2 separate regions of the Danio rerio genome follow, and region 1 is linked to region 2. Evidence: chromatin contacts called from public Micro-C data. All regions are on one chromosome and are shown on one strand. The core of a region is the stretch at or near the end of the contact, and the rest is flanking DNA. Distances in the headings are between cores, read along the strand shown. Region 1 overlaps ttyh3a (tweety family member 3a). Region 2 overlaps ttyh3a (tweety family member 3a).

The links. A called contact is a pair of places that touch in the nucleus more often than the background predicts.
Region 1: a Micro-C map of caudal fin shows a contact between it and region 2, with 5 times the contacts expected there. The contact joins two enhancer-like sites. A contact is called at or near these places in 2 of 18 Hi-C or Micro-C datasets (caudal fin and an unstated tissue).

Annotation. Positions count from the first base shown.
Region 1 is chr3:41,055,878-41,059,582 of GRCz12tu, reverse strand. The region is part of intron 2 of ttyh3a (tweety family member 3a); the gene reads left to right. Among named protein-coding and RNA genes, the nearest start is that of ttyh3a, 52 kb to the left of the region's middle. Within about 2 kb of position 1,987, at least 41 of the 62 cell types and tissues checked have an H3K27ac peak or open chromatin away from gene starts, as enhancers often do. A contact at or near this core is called in caudal fin, where this site is marked.
Region 2 is chr3:41,001,735-41,005,920 of GRCz12tu, reverse strand. ttyh3a (tweety family member 3a) reads left to right here. Exons shown (of 14, transcript XM_679082.10): 11 at 650-786. Among named protein-coding and RNA genes, the nearest start is that of lfng, 63 kb to the right of the region's middle. Within about 2 kb of position 2,385, at least 3 of the 62 cell types and tissues checked have an H3K27ac peak or open chromatin away from gene starts, as enhancers often do. A contact at or near this core is called in caudal fin, where this site is marked.

The DNA.
Region 1 (3,705 bases), core at 738-3,237, 54 kb before region 2:
CTGTATGGGGTGTGTGAGCTTTGAGCCTTCTGTGTGTGAGTTTCCACTTAATTTCAGTAAACAAGTGTGGCTGTGAACACTAATAATTCAATAATTCTGACTGTAATATGCAGAGATATTTTTGTGGTCACACTTATGGCTGGACAATATGACAAAAATGTTGTATTTTCAATCAATTAGGTTTATTTTGACGACATGGAAATTTTTATTTTAAAAAAGCTACATTTTAGCGTATAAACTCAAAAATGCTTGTTTATGTGTGATTTTCTTTTTTTCTCACTTTATTTAGAACTTTGGAATGTACAAATATAATCATAGTATCCGCGGGGTCTTAAAAAGTATTAAAAGTTGATCAATCATTGTAGAGAAATTAAGGGCCCTTTAAAGTATTAAAGTCTTAAATGCTGTTTTGCAAGGGGGTATTCAGTTTTATATCATTTTTGATTATGCAAAGTATGGTTGTATGCTAGAGCATGCCTAAATTAAATCTGCGAATATCAGGATGCTCTGTAGTTTATCCAATCAATAAAATCCTGCTAGATTTGACATCTTGCTGCTTTTGTTTACTGCTGAAATCAAGGCATCACCATTATTTCTGCAGTTCTTTGGGCACATACCTGCTAAATTATCTACATTCAATAGATTTTTATTCAGTATATGAATAATGTTTTAGTTTAGGATTAGTTTCTTACATTAATAATTAGGAATTATACTGTAAGTTATAATCTTATCAGTGTTTCCGGTTGAAACCTAAAGTGGTTATAAGGTCTTAAAATGTATGGAAAGAGTCTTAAAAAAGGTCTTAAAATCTATTGACTTTCACTCTCTGATTCCTGTATATACTCTCTATAATATAAATACTAAATATAAACATATTAATGAAATATAAAACACCTTTCAAAATTGAATGACAGACGAATGAACACCATCACCAGCTAGGTAAAGAAAAGAAAAGAAAAGAAAAGAAAAGTAAAAAAAAAGAAAGAAAGAAGGTTTCCCAGAGATGGGTTGCGGCTGGAAGGGCATCCGCTGTGTAAAAACGTGCTGGATAAGTTGGCGGTTCATTCTGCTGTGATAATAAAAGGACAAAGCCGACAAGAAAATGAATGAAAAAAATGAAAGAAAGAAAGAAAGAAAGAACTTCATTGACTTTTTTCATGAGTATATGTTTTTATTATTCGTTTACTATTTAAAAAGGAAAATCACTTAATGCCAACAACACATTGTGTCCAAACTACTAACTTATTTCAACCTTCTTGGGGGAAAAAACGAACCTCAGCATCCACATAATTTCTCAGTGAAGTCACTGTTTTGTCTTGTTTTACTGTAAACTCGCAAGTAGCATTAGAATTGTTTACTACAAACAATATGGGAAATGTCCCACATAACACCGTCTAGTCATCCAGAGTCTGCTATGAGGGATTACACTGTGTATTTGTGTATTTAGTTAACGTTGCTCTCGCAGATTATCCAGATTTGCTGTGTTGTAGGAATGCTGGGAACTCCACTGAAACCTCTCTAATGGGTCACATGACCACAGCCTCAGGGGGGACGGCGAGGTGACATCTGCTTCCTGATCTGCACATTCAAGCCGCAACACGTCCCGAACAAACACCGCAGCATAAACCCAATAAATCTCACACAAAATAGCTGCTTGTTTATAAAAAATACAGCTAGGCTAAGCGACTGTCATTGGATTCAACTCAAGCGACTTCCTTCCTACGTTAAGCCACAGTGACAATGGCTTCTTCACATCCATGTAATTTGTGAATCTAAATACTTAGACTTTGATCGGAAAGCAATAAGACTGGCGAGCGCATGGAATGTGTCTTAAACGTACTCTAGCTGAAAGCTGCAAGGCCTGTCATGCGGTGAATAGCTCTTTGTTTGGCCGCAGAACCCCACTAAGCAGGGTGGCCGCTGATTGTGTGCTTTACAATGGAGTTGGGTGATATACTTGAGTGAGAGAGGGTGGGGAATGGGAATGAGTGGGATTCAGAACCCCCATTGGCTGCTTGCACTGTTACGCCATCTGGTGGTGAGGCAACAAGTTAAGAGAGTTTATCTAAAAATGAAAATGTTCTCGCTTTTACTTCTCTTCAAGCGGGTGTAAATATTTGATTTTCATTCTTCTATTGAGCGCAAAACAGATTTGGACGAATGTTGGGAACAGGTTGACAATGGTGAAAAATATGTGAGGGAGTTTTTTCAACATCCTTTAAAATATCTTTAGGATTCAACAGAAGGAAGAAGCAAAAGCAGGTTTGGAATCACTTAGTAAATAGTATTTTATTTATTTATTTTTTATTTTATTTTTAGCTAATTAATTTTTTTGGTCAGCTAAACCTTTAAGTGGGATGTTTTGGTTGTTCTCTAAAAGAAGGTAACTTTAATGAAAAATCTCAGTGGGTTTGTGGGGCAGCGTATGTTTATGACCCGAATACTATTTTTTTCTTTTCTTTTTTGTTTTTTTCTTCTGGTGGGTCAAAGCTGTTAGCACAATCGATTGGTTTTCATATCTGTTTTCCCAGGGCTGTTGTAGTAGCCCAACTGTGTGTTGAGTTTCACTGAGTGCTATTGATTGTCTGACCACTGTGTTTCTGTTTGGGGCTCTCACATGTGCAAAAACACTTGGACTAAATGGACTAAAGAATCTTCGTGGACAAAAAAAGCTTCTTGTTAACTGTTAACAGTTCAGGTGATTGGCTGTGAGTAGCTGTGTGCTTTAAGTTTTAGAGGTTATATTACACTTGCAGAAGTCAACACATCCCAGTCATCTTTACAGGTTAGGCTTTAAGACTTTTAAACAAGCAACTTTTAAAGGTATGAGCCATATTAAGTATATGCATTAATGCCCATATGCTGTATCGCTCAAATTAGGACTGCACGATTATTCGTAAAAAGATTGCAATCTTGATTCTACTCTATACATGATCTTAATTTAGCTTTTCTGTGATTTAGCAAATTATATTTTCAAGGTCAGGAGAGAAGCGTAAAGGTGGTCGCATAAGCCTTCACATTGTTTTATATACATTGCTCAGCAACATGGACACCTCCAAATGGTGTTAAAATTGTCACTTACTGTATTTATAAGGTATAGTTCACTGATGCACTGTTTGTTTACTACCAAGAGGACATTCAGAGCATTCATAGCGAACATTGTTGTGCATGAAATAAATGTTTAACAGTGTCAGTATAACTACTCTAGCCTATATAATGCAGGAGGGAATGATGAAAATGACAAATGTCTCATTTTACCTGTGAAAAAAATGTTCTAATAAGGTTATCAATGGCAAATGACATGCATATCTCAAACATAATAATTCAACTTCAGAATTATGAATAGTTGAATTCTTATATCATCACTTTACTGCTATTTAACAACCAAGACAAAATTTGAAGTGTGTTCAAGTCCACCATTTTAAGTCTATACAAATTGTAGCATTTTAATTTTAATTAGAAGTTTTTACTGGTTTCCTCTTAATATAACATGCAGTATCACACAAAATAACAAAATGCATACAGAATCATCCAATTTTTTATGATAATTTGATAAAGTTAAAGATACAGATAAAGGAAAAAGCAGTATTTTTTAAAATGTGTCAATTTAATGTAACTTTTTTGTCATAATTTTTGATCCCGATACCAAAAACCCAAAAACGATTGTCAAACTGAAGCTTAATTTATTTATTTTTTATGTGACCA
Region 2 (4,186 bases), core at 1,136-3,635:
CATAAAAGGGGCTCCTTTAACTAACTAACTAACTAACCTTTTTTATCCATTTAAATGAATCTGTCTAACATTTAACTTTTTTTAAAATTTACTGATAGAATATGGGATTGTTTTACTTTTTTATATGATATAATATAATAAAACAGTATTGTTTATTATTATTATTATTATTATTATTATTCTACATTACTACAATAGTAATCTCTATAATACTAATACAACAATATTACTGCTTATTATTAGGATTAATAATAATAATAATAATTGTTATTATTATTATTATTATTATTATTATTATTATTATAAGAAGTAATATGATATATAATAAAATAATACTGTATGGTTTAAAAGACTGTCACCAGTTTAACAATTATGCGTGACATCTGAATCATTGTCAATTGTGAATAAGACTTTGTGAATTGTTTGAATCCCTTTTTTTATATTCTAGCATTTTTTGATGACTAATTGTTCTACTGTATGTGTGACATTTATATGACATTTAAAGTGACACTTCACACAAACATGTTCGCACTAAATTATTCTGTCTTCATTTTCACTACTTTTGTGCATCCAGCGAGAGAATCTTGAAGCCTTTAATAACAGTTTGTGCAGCGCTTGTGTTTGATGCAGCGTGTCTGTGTTTCTGCAGGATTATGTGCAGGCACTGACTGGCGTGTGTTACGACGGACTGGAGGGTCTGATCTACTTGGTGCTCTTCTCCTTCATCACAGCTCTCATGTTCACCTCGGTCATCTGCAGTGTGCCGCACACATGGCACGGCAAAAGGTACGATCTGTAAAATGAAATGAATTTAATTTGTGCTGCATAGAAGCACTGTAAAAGATTAAATGATTATTATTCAGCTCAGTTCAGTAGTGCCAAATCTTATCGACTTTGGAAGGTTGTAGATTTCAAACAAAGTGGCCAAATAATATTTAATAGATTTTCAAAGTAATACAACTGTAAAGGGGGGCGACACGGTGGCGCAGTGGGTAGCACGATCGCCTTAAACAGAACTGCTGCGGCTACGTGCAAGGCATGCGGCGTGGGTCACGCTGATAGCCCGACGCAGAAGTCTTTAGAATAGTCCTAACTTACCACCAAACAGTGTTTCTAATTATACACTTATATATTCCTATCATTAGATCACTTAATTGAATTTATGAATGAGAATATGTATTGTCTGACTTTGCATTTTAGATAATTTTTCACAAAACTTGTCCTGTGCAAGTGTTGTTCATTCAGTACAACAAACTCCTTTTTTTGTAGCTGACTTCACTCAGGATGTCTAAACCAAAGATAAAAACAAGGGTGAAAGTGTTTAGTGATATGTTTGTGTGTGACATTGATATGACGACAGATCATCGCTCAAGAACTCCATGGAATGGACTGCATCCTTCCGGCTCTTTCCATTTTTCTTTGTTTCCTTTCTTCTTTCTAAATGTTCATTATAGTAGTTGCTGGCGTAATTACATACAATATAATGACTTTGGCCTGGACCCATGCGGCTGCTGTCCCAGGACAGGCTTGCATCAGGCAGACAGGATTACACTGGAAGAGATAGAAAGGACAAAGACGCCAGCTTAAGCATATTATACAGTTATCACATTCATAAGCGTGTCTCATGATACTCCTCTACTCGCTCTACCTCTTCATTATGGATAATTAGCAGTTTCTGAATATGAGTTTGGGCAAGCTGTGGCAGGCAGTGTAATGTGGAGGCGGATGATGATTTTGTTAACGGGGTGGACTGGTGGGAAATATTTAGCAATATGTGAAAGTCAATGCATGAATTTTTATGTGCAAGGAATATTTTTCACATCAGTGATACCTTATAAAAGCTGTTTTACTGATGACCTTGATGGAAAGTGGCATATATGTAGGTCACAGCACTAATTTAATATCACTTGCTGTGTCTTAATTGATAAAAAAAATTTAAATAAAAAAAAAAAAAAGCAAAAGTAGCTGTGACGATGATCAGTGGTGGTAATAACAGTGATATATATATATATATATATATATATATATATATATATATATATATATATATAGTTTTTTTTCAGTAATCTAATAAATTACTTTTACCCAGGCACATGCACACATAGGGCTCAACCTGTGCAGTGCGCATGCCCTTTTTAGTCTTAAATAGAAAGTGCCCTTCCAAAATGATCTGAAGTGCCCCCGCGACAACACGCCAGGAGTTAGCCATTGTAGAAGTTAGCTATTAAACTGACAAAATGTAAAATAGTTCTCACGGTTCCTCGTGAGATCAGGCTGTCCTGTCAATGTTTATTTTCCTCCCTCTGTTCACCGTCAGGCTGTCCAGATTCACTTCATTCTATTTCTGTTCCTATATAATCCAATCATAGTTCAGCAGAAGCAGGAGAACAGGCTGTTAGTGAATCATGGAGTCATTACAGCAGGTATTTTCCAGGCTTTCGCTCAACTGGTAATATGTCATGCAGGGTTCCCACGAGTTAAGGAATTTCATTGAATTTTAATTCCAGACATTAAAATTAATGGATTTTTTTTTTCATCAAAGTCATGAAATATGAAGGATTTTTCGTAGTTTAGTGCCCATTTATCAAAATGTAGTTTTTCTATACTGTATCATGTTTTTTAACACGTTGTTTCACACTTTTTGCCTGTTGTAATGGCTATGCTATTCAGTACATCTTTATTCCTTTCCCGCTGGTCAAATTGCAGTTACTTGAGTCAAATGTAATCATAAAGCTCTATCTGTTAACTTGTATGCCGAGATCAGACTGCATGATTTTAGCACCTATTTTGATTCACCTACTTGGTTTTGAGAAATTGCTGACAAAGCTCAAGCGAATCGGTGCTCGTTCACGTGAGTAACAAACACAGTGTGAACTATCAAAGACGCAATCTGAGAGAATCATCTGGTGCTGTCGGCAATTCAAAACCATGCTGTGTGGAATGTGTTCTGATTGAAAATAACATCAGCGATCACCTACAGCCAATGAGAGAGCAGCATCCACTAGTTTGAATATCTGCAGGCCAGCGGGAGGACGGGGAAGTTAAAAGTGCTTATTTTCATACTATTTGGACCCAAAAATGATTAAGAAATTATTATAAATTTGGCAGAAACACCAGTCACTGTTTGACGTGTCATTTGAGCAATACAATAACCAGGTTGGAAAAGAAAAAAAGTTGAGAAGAAATTGCTAATTCCTTTCAAAAGATCAGGGGCCTTATGTATTAACGCTGCGTATGCACAAAAACTTTGCGTACGCCAGATTTCACACTCACATTTGGATTTACTAACGATGAAATGAACGTGAGAATGCATTGGTCCACGCCAACTTCATGTCTGGCGTACGTGCATTTCTTGTGTATGTTTGTTTTATTTCCGTTGGCGACTCCTAGAGGCAATTGTATTAAATTGCACACTACACTACATTGCACTACTATCTTTGAGCCGTGCAATGGTAGCTGTATGGGACAGGATCATCCGCATGTCTAGCAGGTATATAAGGTTTCCATACCATGCAGTTGACCAGCCAAACATTTCAGCACAATTTGCAGCGATCGCCGGTTTTCCAAGCCTGGCCTTTCCTCTGAAGTGTAAATATGGAAGAGTGGATTACAGCATGATGTCTTGTTCAATCTGCCTGCTGAATTGAATCATGTGAATTAGAATGGCTCCCTCGTGTTTGTGTGTGGACTTGATGTGCTCTTTTGATCGGAGATCGCCCTCTGCTGTTCAGAGACCCCCCTGATGCTTTCATACAGAAAATCACAGAGCATTTATTCATGCGCTGTTGGACAAAGCCCTCAGTGTCTGAATGATTCATGATTTCTTCCCAGTTTTTGTAAGTTATTAAACTGTAATTATGGCTTAAATTGAGCTCTGATTCTTTTCTTCTTTCTTTCTTTCTTTCTTTCTTTCTTTCTTTCTTTCTTTCTTTCTCTGATGAATCTCTTAAAAAGGTGCTGCTGTTAATCAACTGCTAGTATTTCATGGATGACAATATCTCTTTTCTTACGCATCTCGTCTGTGTTTTGCTCTCTGCAGTTTCCAACAGTGCTAACCACCAGTTTAACACCAATTCCCACTCCAACAGCATTCACGTCTCACGCTCTCAGTCGGGCCGCTTCTCAGCAATTTACAAGTTGCATGACTTTGGGCTTGTTTTAAAAGAACAATGAGAGACACTGAAGG